Linked DNA regions of Salmo salar: region 1 is linked to region 2. A link is a contact called in public Hi-C data. All regions are on one chromosome and are shown on one strand. The core of a region is the stretch at or near the end of the contact, and the rest is flanking DNA. Distances in the headings are between cores, read along the strand shown. Region 1 holds the start of LOC106561388 (inactive tyrosine-protein kinase PRAG1). Region 2 has its middle 35 kb from the start of trnat-ugu.

Region 1 (7,414 bases), core at 2,344-4,843, 71 kb after region 2:
GCAGGCTTACATTATTCTCTTTTTGCTGCAATGATCTTTTCCCATTGTATAATCCTTTATAGTTGAAAGTGATGCCCAAACATGACATGTATTCTGTTTGTATACCTGAATGCTTATGCTTTTGCAGTTCGCCTATACACCGGCTTAACTTGCAGTTGGCACCACAGTATGGGCCTATGATGACGACGGTGTATGCTGTTGCAGAAAGGCTATAATACAGAGGTCATAATGAATGAGCTTGTCTTCTGTTTCTGTGTTGCCCAGGCAGACAGCTCACCTTGCAGTTTATGATGTACTGCCACTATATACAGTGCCTTCGGAAAGTATTCAGACCCCTTGACTTTTTCCACATTGTATTAGGTTACAGCTTTATTCTAAAATTGATTAAATCGTTTTTTCCCCCTCATCAATCTACACACAATATCCCATAATGACAAAGCAAAAACAGGTTTTTAGAAATTTTTGCAAATGTATTCCAAATAAAAAACAGAAATACCATATTTACATAAGTATTCAGACCCTTTGCTATGAGACTCAAAATTGAGCTCAGGTTCATCCTGTTTCCATTGATCATCCTTGAGATGTTTCTACAACTTGATTGGAGTCCACCTGTGGTAAATTCAATTGATTGGACATGATTTTGGAAGGCACACACCTGTCTATATAAGGTCCCACAGTTGACAGTGCATGTCAGAGCAAAAACCAAGTAATGAGGTCGAAGGAATTGTCCGTAGAGCTCCGAGACAGGATTGTGTCGAGGCACGGATCTGGGGAAGGGTACCAAAACATTTCTATAGCATTGAAGGTCCCCAAGAACACAGTGGCCTCCATCATTCTTAAATGGAACAAGTTTGGAACCACCAAGACTCTTCCTAGAGCTGGCCGCCCGGGCCAAACTGAGCAATCGGGGGAGAAGGGCCTTGGTCAGGGAGGTGACCAAGAACCCGATGGTCACACTGACAGAGCTCTAGAGTTCCTCTGTGGAGATGGGAGAACCTTCCAGAAGGACAACGGAGGAGACTAGTGTGCGTTGTCGCACGTCAGGCTGTTGTTTTGACTAAGCTTTTCGCTGACAGTGATGTTTCACCTTTCAGTTGTGGAATGGGATGGTACTGAATGGTACTGACCATGCCGAGTTTGGCCTCCTTTGGCCCAGGTCATAATGAGGCTCAGCGGGGGGCACGACACGGCTCCTCCCGTCTCTCTCTCTTTCTCTCTCCGATGGTCACACTGACAGAACTCTAGAGTTCCTCTGTGGAGATGGGAGAACCTTCCAGAAGGACAACCATCTCTGCAGCACTCTGCAGCAATCAGGCCTTTATGGTAGAGTGGCCAGACGAAAGCCACTCCTCAGTAAAAGGCACATGACAGCCCGCTTGGAGTTTGCCAAAAGGCACCTATAAAGACTCTCAAACAATGAGAAACAAGATTCTCTGGTCTGATGAAACCAAGATTGAACTCTTTAGCCTGAATGCCAAAAGTCACATTTGGAGGAAGCCTGGCACCATGGTGGTGGCAGCATCATGCTGTGGGGATGTTTTTCAGCAGCAGGGACTGGGAGACTATTCAGGATTGAGGCAAAGATGAAGGGAACAAAGTACAGAGAGATTCTTGATGAAAACCTGCTCCAGAGCGCTCAGGACCTCAGACTGGGGCGAAGGTTTACCTCCCAAAAGGACAACGGCCCTAAGCACACAGCCAAGACAACACAGGAGTGGCTTCGGGACAAGTCTCTGAATGTCCATGAGCCCGGACTTAAACCCGATCGAACATCTCTGGAGAGACCTGAAAATAGCTGTGCAGCAATGCTCCCCATCCATCCTGACAGAGCTTGAGGATCTGCAGAAAAGAATGGGAGAAACTCCCCAAATACAGGTGTGCCAATCTTATAGCTTCATACCAAAGAAGACTAGAGGCTGTAATCGCTGCCAAAGGTGCTTCAACAAAGTACTGCGTAATGGGTCTCAATACTTATGTAAATGTGATGTTTCTGTTTTATATTTTTTATAAATTAGCAAAAAATTCTAAAAACCTGCTTTTGCTTTGTCATGATGAGGCATTTTGTGTAGTGCATAAATGTATTTTGTCCCCCCACACCAAACATGATCACGACACGCAGGTTAAAATATCAAAACAACTCCAGAACCAATTATATTAATTTGGGGACAGGTTGAAAAGCATTAATAATTTATGGCAATTTAGCTAGCTAGCTTGCTGTTGCTAGCTAATTTGTCCTATTTAGCTAGCTTGCTGTTGCTAGCTAATTTGTCCTGGGATATAAACATTGAGTTATTTTACCTGAAATGCACAAGGTCCTCTACTCCGCCAATTAATCCACACATAAAACGGTCAACCGAATCGTTTCTAGTCATCTCTCCTCCTTCCAGGCTTTTTCTTCTCTTGACTTTATATTGCAATTGGCAACTTTCATAAATTAGGTGCATTACCGCCACTGACCTCGTTCGTCTTCAGTCACCCACGTGAGTATAACCAATGAGGAGATGGCACGTGGGTACCTGCTTCTATAAACCAATGAGGAGATGGGAGAGGCAGGACTTGCAGCGCGATCTGCGTCACAAATAGAACTGACATCTATTTTAGCCCTTGGCAACACAGATGCTTGTTGGCGTGTGCGAGCAGTGTGGGTGCAATAATTGAATAATATACATTTCTACATTTATTTTACAACGCATGCGCACGCAACGCGAGCGGCTGTTAGGTTGTGTCCCAAAAAAGGAAAATAACATGGAATTTGATTTACCCAAACTTTAACCAGACTATGTAGATAAACCTAGCAGTACTATATTGGTATGCCAGTACATGTCCTCTCCTTTTTAACCATTCTTCTCTACAGTTCATACATTGATAGTCAATGATGCTTGGTGGTACCTAAATTGGGGAGGATGAGCTCATGGTAATGACTGGAGCAGAATTAGTGGAGTGGTATCAAATACAGGGTTTCCATGTGTTTGATGCCATTCCGTTTGCTCTGTTCCAGCCATTATTATGAGCCGTCCTCTCCTCAGCAGCCTCCACTGCTGTGCATACAATTCAATTAGGCCCATCTACAGCTGATGCTCCTTGGGAGATGACAAGTGTTTTGAATTTCCATTGAAAGTTCATAATTAAATGACTCATCGCTTATCAGGACATTAGCCTAATCGTGGGTTGCTCAGGCGAAAGACAATTCACAGACAGATAGGTCCCTGGGGCAACAACTCAACTGTGTGTATGTGTGTGCGTTAGCGCGAGCGTGCGTGCGGAGACTAGTGTGCGTTGTCGCGCGTTAGGCTGTTGTTTTGACTAAGCTTTTCGCTGACAGTGATGTTTCACCTTTCAGTTGTGGAATGGGATGGTGCTGAATGGTACTGACCATGCCGAGTTTGGCCTCCTTTGGCCCGGGTCATAATGAGGCTCAGCGGGGGGCACGACACGGCTCCTCCCGTCTCTCTCTCTTTCTCTCTCAGTACAGAAGCAGGAGCTCCGGGGGGCACTCATCCAAGCAAGGCACTGCCTGTCAGAGCCGGACCGGGGGGGACTCAAAACCATCCCCGGAGCTGCCCAAAATGCGTGTTTAATTACTTTGGGATTATCTCCCACATACCCTCCTAGTATAATAATTATGCAGTTTATCATAGGCTATACGCATGTGATAAACATCATCCCCAGGCGGCCAGGCCTATAGATATGGTGACCACGAAAATACCTTATTTCATCTTATTTCTCCCGCCCTTCACAAATAGGGTAAAATTAACAATTAGACTATATTATATTACGCGCGTCACCTATAGCCTATTCAAGCGAAATGCCCTTGCCCCTGGGAAAGCCACTGATGCACGGCTCGATATGTTGCGAGCAGAGAAAGTGAACCTAGTAGCCGAAAACCACTTTACAGCCACTTGAATGTGGCAAGACTATAGTCTGCGACTCTGCGTATAGGTTATTAGGCCTATAGTTTAGGGAGTTCCGCCCCTCGCTGCGGGAGCTTCAAGCTCACTATTCGCCCGTTCCTCTACCAGTTCACCTCGCTGCGAGTCCAGAGCAACGGATCAAAGCTAGCTGCTGGGACTCCGCATCAAAGCTTCATTTCTCGAGGCTTCCATATGAACCTGTCGGTTTGTCGGGCGTGGGATAAATAACATAAACATCTTGTTTTGGGGACCCAGTTATTTTATATTGTTTTGGAGGGCGCGAATTGCTGTTGCCAGGCAAGTCAAGTCCGCAGGTAAGCGAAAACATTTGACTCTGCCATGCGTTTTTCTTGCCAGATAGCCGAATAGCACCTCTCTGACCGATAAATTACACCTCTATGTTTATTCAAACCAGTGTTTGTTTAATTTCTCTAGGTTGAACATATAGCGGTCCCTCTGCTTAGTAGGCTATTTGCTCCATGTGTATAATCAGGCTAAGAAACCTCAATAGGAATGTCACAGGTGATCCTGCATAAAACCATTCATAGTCCAGAGCGCAATCGGATTCTAAAAGTGAAATGTTATTTATGACCATGGCTGAGCGAGGACAAGGAGCATGAAAATGTCAACATCTGTAGATATTCAGGAACTAGGCACGTGCTCCAGGAGGCTAGAAGCATACTACTTGTTTCAGAAAAATACCTTCAGGAATCTTAAAGTCGCAGTTCGAATAAGACAATCCAAAGATCGAATGAGAGTGAAGTGTTCGAATCCTCAATCAAGGAATGGGAAAATGCTGGATCGATGTTCAAACAGGCGCGGTAGTCTCATTATTTGCCTTCATACACATTATTATTTGCCTTCGTAAAACCGCGTAATGTTCTGTAGATCCTCACAAGAACTCAATATGTCGTCCGTGATCGAGTTGAGAATGTATGGCCCTATTTCGTTAATAACACGTTTTTGCCAAGTTTATTACACCAGTCGTGGAATGTGCAGAGTATCGATCCATGCGGGAAAACTTCTTCCCTTAGATGTATGCGCGCATGCATGTGAGTGCATTTTCAGCATGGAATTACTGGTTTACAAACTAGTATCAAACTTGTCTTCATAATTGTCTCATAGCTGCTTTCAGTTTGAAAGTGAAGTCACTAGCGTGATTACCAAATGCAGGTAAACTGTATTGGACACTACTACTACATGAAATAAGCTCTTTTGATGTAGACTAAGTATAAAAGTAAACCAATTCATCAGAGTTTTTTCAGCTGTTCTGTCCTTGACAAAGCCCTGCTCTGCCTCTGTCTTTATCTGAATATGACTGTCAAAAGTGTTGCCACGGAGTCTAACATTGACACAGACTGCATTCCCCACTGCACCACACTAGCCCTGAGCAAATAATGCAGTGTGTGTGTGTGTGTGTGTGTGCGCGTGTGTGTGGTGTGTGTGTGTGTGTGTGTGTGTGTGTGTGTGTGTGTGATTAACTACTGCTGCCTCTCTGCTGAAGCCTACCCCCTGCTGTCTCTGCCTAGCATGCAATAACAGAACAGTGCCAGGAAGCCAAACTGTCCTGACTGCTGCCGCCCCAACAACACAACATTACTGACCACACACACACACACACACACACACACACACACACACACACACACACACACACACACACACACACACACACACACAGAGAGAGACAGAGGGACAAAGATGGCTTTTTATTTTCAGTCTGAAAGGACGAAGTTGACCCAGACCCGCCAATCGCTTTTACATTTTTTCCCTTTTGACTTCTGAATTTCTTAACAGCCATATGAGAATTTTCACTTTCAGGTAAGTGTTTATATAAAAAAAAACAGACTTGAATTTGTGTATTAACTGTCCAGCCATACTCATTGATAGATGTTCGCCTACAGGAGTACATACTGTAGAATAGTGTCATTTCTAGGAAGAAAGAGATACACTCTGGCTGAGTATTTGGTTGTGTTCATTTCTAGAGTTGATGGAGCTGAAGAAATGGACAGCCCCCTCATATGAAACTCCTTACCACATTCATTCTTGTTTTTGTTTTGGGTGATAGGTAGATACCCCGTTGAGAACATGGAACAGCAGCTATGACTGTTTGATTCCAGCCAGGTCACCCGTAATACAAGTCGCTATTGGACGTCCATCCATGTCTGAGGACGTCAGGAGATGATGTGAAAACCGGCCCCTATGGGCAACAGTGAGCACTGTTACCTTCAAGTAGGTTTCGTTTTTGCTAGGGGGGGTGGTGGATGGGCGTACACATTTTCCTCTGATTCCAAAGGCTGCAAGTTCGAATCTAGCGATAGAAAGTCGTTTTTGAGTTTTTAGTTTTAAGCCTCTCAAACCTTATCCGTTCAGAGTTAATACCTAACCTTAAGATTTTGGAGCTAATGCCTAAACTTAACCTTAAACACTTTTGCCACAACAACGTTTGCGACAACTTCGAAATTTGACGTTGGAGAAACCTGGATGAACGTCTAATTCTGACATGAGACAGAGCTAGTTGTTGATTCAGAAGTTGACCATGTACCACACTGTCTGTCTGTATTGCCAATTCGCTCTATTGGTCACACATTTGAATATAGGCTACATTTGTAACTCCTGCTATTGGAACAAGAGTTGGAACAACAATCAGTGCTCTTTCCGGTGCTTTCCAGACAGTTCTTGTGTCAGAAAAACAACATCAAAGGAATTCAGTTTGTACTGTATATGTAAACATGCATCTCAACAAACTCCCCTCCTACAGCCTGTGTCTAGCCTATTAGTTGGTTCCTATATATTATTTACGTGGGAAACACAAGCTATAATATCAATAGCATAAATCCTCCAGTTTCTGGTGTTGTTTGATATTGGATGAGTAATCTCTTATATTATTACGCTACGTCATCTGTATTGCTTTCCTAATTCATTTAGGGGGTGGGGATATGTGTGTGTACTACTGTGAACCATTTCCAAGGTTTGTCTCTAGGTATTTAGCTCTGTGTGAAGAGACAGTAGGACACCCAGGAGGAACAAGACAAATGAACCTCCTAGTCATGTGGATTTTCTCATCGTCCTTCAGTCTTTAACAGGACTTACACAGGGAGAGGTGTTAGTGGTGCCGGGTTGGTGGTGTGAGATTCACCCTGGTGCGACTTGCGCCTCTCCACATTCAAGGCATTCCGACCTCTGTGATGTTTCAGACGTTCTAGAACGTGAGACTGCATTCTAAAAGCCTTTATGTTCCTGGGGGTCATGTGGGCTGAACAGAAAGTAGGATCCTCTAATTTAGGAGTCCTGGGAAACGAGGACAAAGCTGAGAGCGTCTTAAGTTACAAACAACACTGGAGTGGAGTGATAGTGGCGGGGCTTGTTGAGTTTTGCCACTAAGAGCTTAAAGCCTGTCATTGTTTCAACTTTTACTGGCACCTCACACAGTCAAACACTTGATGGATTGAACCTTAATTAATGGGTTAGAATCGATCGGAATCAATGGAGCATTAGTGTGG
Region 2 (7,434 bases), core at 2,266-4,765:
TCTTGGCTGTGTGCTTAGGGTTGTTGTCCTGTTGGAAGGTGAAGCTTCGCCCCAGTCTGAGGTCCTGAGCGCTCTGGAGCAGGTTTTCATTAAGGATCTCTCTGTACTTTGCTCCATTCTTCTTTCCCTTGATCTTGACTAGTCTCCCAGTTCTTGCCGCTGAAAAACATCTCCACAGCATAATGCTGCCACTACCATGCTTCACCGAAGCGATGTGCAAGGTTTACTCCAGACGTGACGCTTGGCATTCAGACCAAAGAATCCAATCTTGGATTCATAAGATCAGAGAATCTTGCTTCTCACGATCTGAGAGTTTTTACGTGCTTTTTGGCACACTCCAAGCAGGCTGTCATATGCCTTTTACTGAGGAGTGGCTTTCGTCTGGCCATTCTACCATAAAGGCCTGATTGATGGAGTGCTGCAGAGATGGGTGTCCTTCTGAAAGTTTCTCCCATCTCCACAGAGGAACTCTGGAGCTCTATCAGAGTGACCATCAGGTTCTTGGTCACCTGCCTGACCAAGGCCCTTCTCCCCCGATTGTTCAGTTTGACCGGGCGTCCAGCTCTAGGAAGAGTCTTGGTGGTTCCAAACTTCTTCCATTTAAGAATGATTGAGGCCACTGTGTTCTTGGGGACCTTCAATGCTGCAGAAATGTTTTGGTACCCTTCCCCAGATCTGTGTCTCGACACAATCCTGTCTCGGAGCTCTAAGGACAATTCCTTCGACCTCATGGCTTGGTTTTTGCTCTAACATGCACTGCCAACTGTGGGACCTTATATAGATAGGTGTGTGCCTTTCCTAATCATGTCCAATCAATTGAATTTACCACAGGTGGACTCCAATCAAGTTGTAGAAACATCTCAAGGATGATCAATGGAAACAGGATGCACCTGAGCTCAATTTCGAGTCTCATAGCAAAGGTTTTGAATACTTATGTAAATAAGGTATTTCATTTTTTTTGATAAATTTGTAAACATTTCTAAAAAACTGTTTTTGCTTTTCCATTATGGGGTATTGTGTGCAGTTTGATGAGGAAAAATGGTATTTAATCTCTTTTAGAATAAGGCTGTACCGTAAGAAGAAGAGGTCAAAGGGTCTGAATACTGTCTGAATACTTTCCGAATGCAGCCTATATTGTTTGCATTCAAGGCCAGGTCGTTTTTACTGCTCTCCGTTTGTCACTGTCAGAGTAGCCATTCATTCTGGTCATTTCTGTACTATTAAAAAAATATTATGCTAATGTTTTCTATCCTAAATTACGTGGAATTGCATGTAATGCATTTATAAAATGCTTTTTTTTTACCCTACTTAAATTGTTAACCAATGTGTAGAAACGTAAAAACTCATATCCCCCCCACATCTTCCCACGGCTATGCATGCCATGACTGTATGGCACCCAGTACCATGCCCAGGAAGTCTAACCTGCAACGTACAACTACGTCAAAATTACACTGACGCTTGGTAGACAGCTGTTTCTCCTGTTTTGATCACACGCACTTTGGCGAAAGGTGCCCTGCTGGTGATTAATTGCTGGGTTGGTTGTCTGTCTTGTCTGGCCATGACTTAGAGGCACTGTGTGTTGATGAATCATTACACTGACTAGCTGTCAATCATGCTGATGAGGTATGTGATTTTGGTGTTAACAGGTGCAAAAACAAGGAGAGGACAAGGATCTGAACACCTGATAGACATAAATGAAACAACCTAATAGCCTAGTTGTGCTTGGACCTGTAAACTTGTTACAGTACCTGTGCTTGTACACAGGCAGTGTGCTAAAATGAAAGCCACAAAATATTTTGGGCTACACTCTTAGAAAAAAGGGTTCCAAAAGGGTTATTCGACTGTCCCCATAGGATAACCCTTTTTGGTTACAGATGGAACCCTTTTGGGGTTTAATATAGAACAGGGTTTGCCAAACTCAGACCTGGGCCCCCCCCTGAGTGCATGTTTTGGTTTTTGCCCTAGCACTACACAGCTCAGCTGATTCAAATAATCAAAGCTTGATGATGAGTTGGTTATTTGAGTCAACTGTGTAGTGCTCCAGGACTGAGTTTGGGAAATCCTAATGTAGAACCCTTTGTGGAAAGGGTTCTACCTGGAAACAACTAGGGGTTTTCAAAGGGTTCTCAGTAGAGTGTCCTCTAAGTAGAGTGCACAGTATATGAGAACCCTTTGAAAACCCCATTTTTGGTTCCAGGTTGAACCCTTTTGCGTTCCACCCTTATGATTCTTCCTGACTAGAAGACTTTTCTCTGACTCAAAACAAAACCTACCATGGTAGCTGAGATGCTTTGGACAAGCATATTGCGCCCAGGTAAAAGAGACAAGACATACATAAGAGAGACAATACCTGGAAGTTTCAACAGATCTTTCTGTCAAGACATGTTGCCCTGAGTTTGCCACGGATAACATGTACATCTTTGTCTGGCCTGCAGGGTTGGCTGGTGTACTGTACGATAGGCATAACCTCTCTTTACCTGTCTTCTCTCTCTTTAACATGGGAGATACAACAGAAAACTATGCCCTTCAATGGAAGAAAACTGCAAAGAGCAGTCTCGTAAAACTGTCATCAATCATTGATAGAAGAGGAAGATAAGGCGAACAGCTCCTGCCAAACCTAGAGCTGGTGTGTGTGTGTGTGTGTGTGTGTGTGTGTGTGTGTGTGTGTGTGTGTGTGTGTGTGTGTGTGTGTGTGTGTGTGTGTGTGTGTGTGTGTGTGTGTGTGTGTGTGTGTGTGTGTGTGTGTGTGTGTGTGTGTGTGTGGCAAGCTGGCTTATAATGTTAGATGAGAGGTTACTTGTTTAATTTTTCCAATTGAAGTCAGAAGAGGAAGGTATTTGTCTGGGAGACAGACAGGGGTGAGAGAGTTCTGCCAGTGGCAGTACAGTCAGAATAGGCTTTTTACATTCCAAAAGAGACAATGTCTGATAAGTAAAACATAACAAGGACAGCATCCAAATGGCACCCTATTCCCTGTACAGTGCACTACTTTTGCCCCTCTACCAATAGGGCTCTGGTCAAAAGTAGTGCACTCTATAGGAAATAGGGTGCCATTTGTGATGCAGAGAAAGGGGAAGAAGGAGCTCTGTTCATGCCCAGTCAGGCTTGCCATGGTGGGGTTGTTACGTAACGGGCTCAGCCTCAAAGAGAGGAGTACAGGAGAGCGAGAGAGCGAGAGAGCGAGAGAAGAGGAGTACAGGATGTCTCGCTAGTCTATTGTCAGCTCAGCTGCAGCTCGACCTTTACAGAAAGCTGCTGTGGGAAGGGAACTAGGAACACGTTGTTCTTACACATGAATTGTCAAAATGTGTTAAAGGAGAATGTCTTTTTTAGAACCAAATCTAAATGTTTTATGTAAATGGCAGAGGTGTGGGCTCTAGTCACATGACTTGGACTCGAGTCTAACTCGAGTCACAAATTTGATGACTTGAGACTCGACTTGATAGAAAATAAAATAACTTGAAGACATAACCCTAACACTAACCCATAACTTGAAGACATGACTTGGACTTGGAGCCTCAAGACTTGAGACTGATGATACTAGCATAGGCCAACTGGTCTTTTGGTATGTCAAAATTGCTTGACATTTTACATCAAGTGCCCATGAGCAGTGGTGTCATTAGGCCTGTGGCTTTTTTATTTTTTTTACTTGACTTGTGACTCAGCTCGACTTGACTTGCACTTAGAATGCACAACTTGAACTCGAATCGAGACTCGACCCACTCTACTTGGGACTCGACTTGAGACATGGACCTTGTGACGTGAGACATGCTTGTGGCTTAAAAAATAGGGACTTGGTCCCACCTCTTGTGGCATGTTAGAGAAGGGTCCAGACACATTTTGTGTGAATTCACATTTTTGAAAACGTATCCCAAACAGCAAATCCCTTCCTCATCCTCATTGTGTAGTACGGGGGCCAGCGTAGTGGAAGTGTTGTTCCCTACCTTCAGCACCTGGGGGCGGCCCGTTAGAAAGTCCAGGACCCAGTTGCACAGGGCGGGGTTCAGACTCAAACCCAGAGCCCCGAGCTTAATGATGAGCTTCGAGGGTACTATGATGTTGAAGGCTAAACATTCAGTGAAATGTTCCCATACTCATTCAAAATACTCAGTAGTACTAGACTTTCTTACATACATAAGAAAGGCCTGAGGACAAAATACAGTATGGTCTCTGTAAAGATGGAATGCACAAATCGCTACAGTATACAGTAGCTGTTAATACTTATCCTAGTGTCTTTGCCTGAGCCTGGGGCCGCCAGGTTTATAGGACCATAAAGAAACTCCCTTCTCTTAACTCGATGGAGAAACTACAATATCTACAAACAAAGGGAAGTTGGAAGTTGAGTAGTTTTAACCTCAGATATTCTCGCCATCTCAAATGGCACCCTATTCTGTTTATAGTCCACTACTCTTGACCAGAACTCAATACTTTTAACCAGAGCTCTGGTCAAAAGTAGTGCACTAAGGAATAGGGTGCCATTTGATATTAACAGAATCAACTGTTGTGTACTTAGTTACACTCTGTTCCGATAAGGAAGGAGGTCAGGAAACCCTGAGTTAGCAGAAGGAAAGACGCCAGATCAGGATCAGGACCGGGGGAAGACGACTCGGATGACTCCCATGGGGGCAGTAGAATACTCAAGGCTACATATAAACTGTAATGTTCCTGGTCCACAAGACTTGACATATACCACCAATGGCAGGTAGCCTAGCAGTTAGAGCGTTGGAGCCTTTGTTCCTGTTTTTTCATTCATGTTTTTTCGGGAAGCTGGCTCGAATACCCGAGCCAACAAGGTTAAAAATCTGTTGATGTGCCCTTGAGCACTTAACCTGAATTTGCTCCAGGGGCAAAGTACTACTATGGCTGACCCTGTAAAACAACACATTTCGCTGCATCTATCCAGTGTATGTAACAATAAATTCAAAAAGGAGAAATGAATGGTAAGGCCTTTAGGCCAACATACTTGGTTTCTAAAAACACGCATCACACTGTATTTAACTCTTACACTTGTACACTTGGAGGGAAATACACTGAATAAAAATATGAACGCAACATGCAACAATTTCAAAGATTTTACAAAGTTACAGTTCATATAAGGAAATCTGTCAATTGAAATAATTTCAATAGGCCCTAACCTATGGATTTCACATGACTGAGAATACAGATATGCATCCGTTGGTCACCGATACCTTAAAAAAAGGTAGGGGCGTGGATCAGAAAACCAGTCAGTATCTGGTGTGGCCACCATTTGCCTCATGCAGCGCGACACATCACCTTTGCATAGAGTTGTTGATTATGGCAATGTGGAATGTTGTCCCACTCCTCTTCAATGGCTGTGCGAAGCTCCTGGATATTGGCTAGAACTGGAACGTGCTGTCGTAAATGTCGTTCCAGAGTATCCCAAACATGCATAATGGGTGACATGTCTGGTGGGTATGCAGGCCAGGGAAGACCTGGGACATTTTCAGCTTCCAGGAATTGTGTACAGATCCTTGTGACATGGAGCCGTGCATTATCATGCTGAAACATGAGGTGACGGCACAACAATGGGCCTCAGGATCTCGTCACGGTATCTCTGTGCATTCAAATTAACATCGATAAAATGCAATTGTGTTAGTTGTCCATAGTTTATGCCTGCCCATACCATAACCCCACCACCACCATGGGGCATTTTGTTCACAATGCTGACATCCGCAAACCGCTAGCCCACACGATGTCATACCTGCCATCTGCCTGGTACAATTGAAACCGTGATTAATCTGTGAAGAGCACACTTTACCGCCACACTTCACATTCAATTCTCTGGTAACAGCTCTGGTGAACATTGCTGCAGTCAGCATGCCAATTGCCCCCTCCCTGAGAAATAAGCTAGGGCTGTTGCGGTAACGGTATTACCACCACACTGGTGGTCACAAGTCATGAAGGCAGTCATATTCCACGTGACCATTTAGTCACAGTGATTAGGCTTCTCCAAGCTCTGATGTAGCTGATGGTCATTAGTAGCCTTCCAAACTTGCTACGTGCCTGGTACTCAGCACTCTATCGTCCCTCTAATCACTGACATCAACGCAAATGTAATCGAAAATCTAATCTTCATGAGAGCCCATGAGCTCATGTTGTGCAACATTTATTTAGGCTATGTAATAGCATGAGAAAACAGAGTGATGGCCTCTATTAAAAAGAGGAGGATCCCATCAGCTTTCTACAGGCTAGACCTACTATATTTATTTCTCAACAATTCTAATATTAAAGCACATTGCTTATCTTTACAACAGGATTATAGCCTACCTGGCTGGCATGGAAATGAATCATGGGAAAAGAGTCCTCCGTTTGCTATTTAAGTGCATAGATGTTTTTTCCCCTGCTCCTGTTTCAAGACAGGTGCATGATAATTGTCACATTCGTGCTTATAGCCTACTGCCGTGTGCCCATTGCTGCGTTTATAGGTTGATCAACTTTTACGCTAAATGTTCTGATCTGATCCGTTAGCCACATTGCATAAAACATTTTTTTTTATGCTAGTGGTTGTATTAATTTGAGATCTATCGCATCCAACAACTGTCCCAGTGTTACGCCTGCTCCCGCTCTTCCCCCCTGGCACTCGGAGGGTGCCAGTCTCCTCAGCATTGCGCACTCCTGCCATCATCATTACGCACACCTGCCTTCCCCCGTCACGCGCATCCGCATTACCTTCCCAATATCTGTCTGGTTTCCCGCTCTGTTCCCTGCTTCAGCATTATTTGTAATTTGCCTTTGTTTACTCGTGTGCTGACGCTGTTCCTGTTCTGTTACCTGTCTGTTCCTGATTAAATGTTTGACTCCCCATACCTGCTTCTCATCTCCAGCATCGGTCATTACACCCAGACTGTTTGGAATATTTATTTCTCGCACAGAATAAAATAGGTCAACTTTTGTACTATGGGGGATAGTATATTGACATAGGCTAGTGCTTTTGCTGTTTGTTAGGCCTACTCATCTTGTTGGCTGTTGAATAGTAAATGTGGACAGTTCTTCCAATATCTTCAATACGCACCTCGGAATTGGATAAGGACGTATGCAGTTACATCCCTGATGTGTCTTTCTTCACCTGTAGCCTGTGAGAAAGACCTGATCATGTGATGGGGAGCCATGTGAGTGAGAGGTGCTTCAGGGCACACAGCACTCAGGGAGAAGGGCACAACGCAGCACTCTGGGCCAAGGGCACAATGGCCACTGGCCGCAAAAGACATGGATTTTTTTAGGGTGCCTTACCGCCACACAAAGGGGATGCCACAGGAAAATTCCAAGCATTATCAAGTGCTTGTCAAATTGTGAGTGAGAGACTGATGTAGTGTGTACAGCCTGCGCAAAAAAACAAAGTAGAGCTCATGCCTTCAAGCAACTTTTTTCAAATCATCATTAGAGTCGCATCATGCAGCCTTACAATGTATTAAA

What was found. Hi-C and Micro-C count contacts between places; a contact is called where the count stands out from the background.
Region 1: a Hi-C map of gill shows a contact between it and region 2, with 1.7 times the contacts expected there. The contact joins the promoter of LOC106561388 here to the enhancer-like site in region 2. A contact is called at or near these places in 2 of 3 Hi-C or Micro-C datasets (gill and muscle).

What each region holds. Positions count from the first base shown.
Region 1 is chrssa01:124,519,860-124,527,273 of Ssal_v3.1, forward strand. LOC106561388 (inactive tyrosine-protein kinase PRAG1) reads left to right here and starts at 3,594. Exons shown (of 8, transcript XM_014125317.2): 1 at 3,594-4,225; 2 at 5,980-6,143.
Region 2 is chrssa01:124,448,771-124,456,204 of Ssal_v3.1, forward strand. No RefSeq gene overlaps it. Among protein-coding and RNA genes, the nearest start is that of trnat-ugu, 35 kb to the right of the region's middle. Within about 2 kb of position 3,516, at least 4 of the 13 cell types and tissues checked have an H3K27ac peak or open chromatin away from gene starts, as enhancers often do. A contact at or near this core is called in gill, where this site is marked.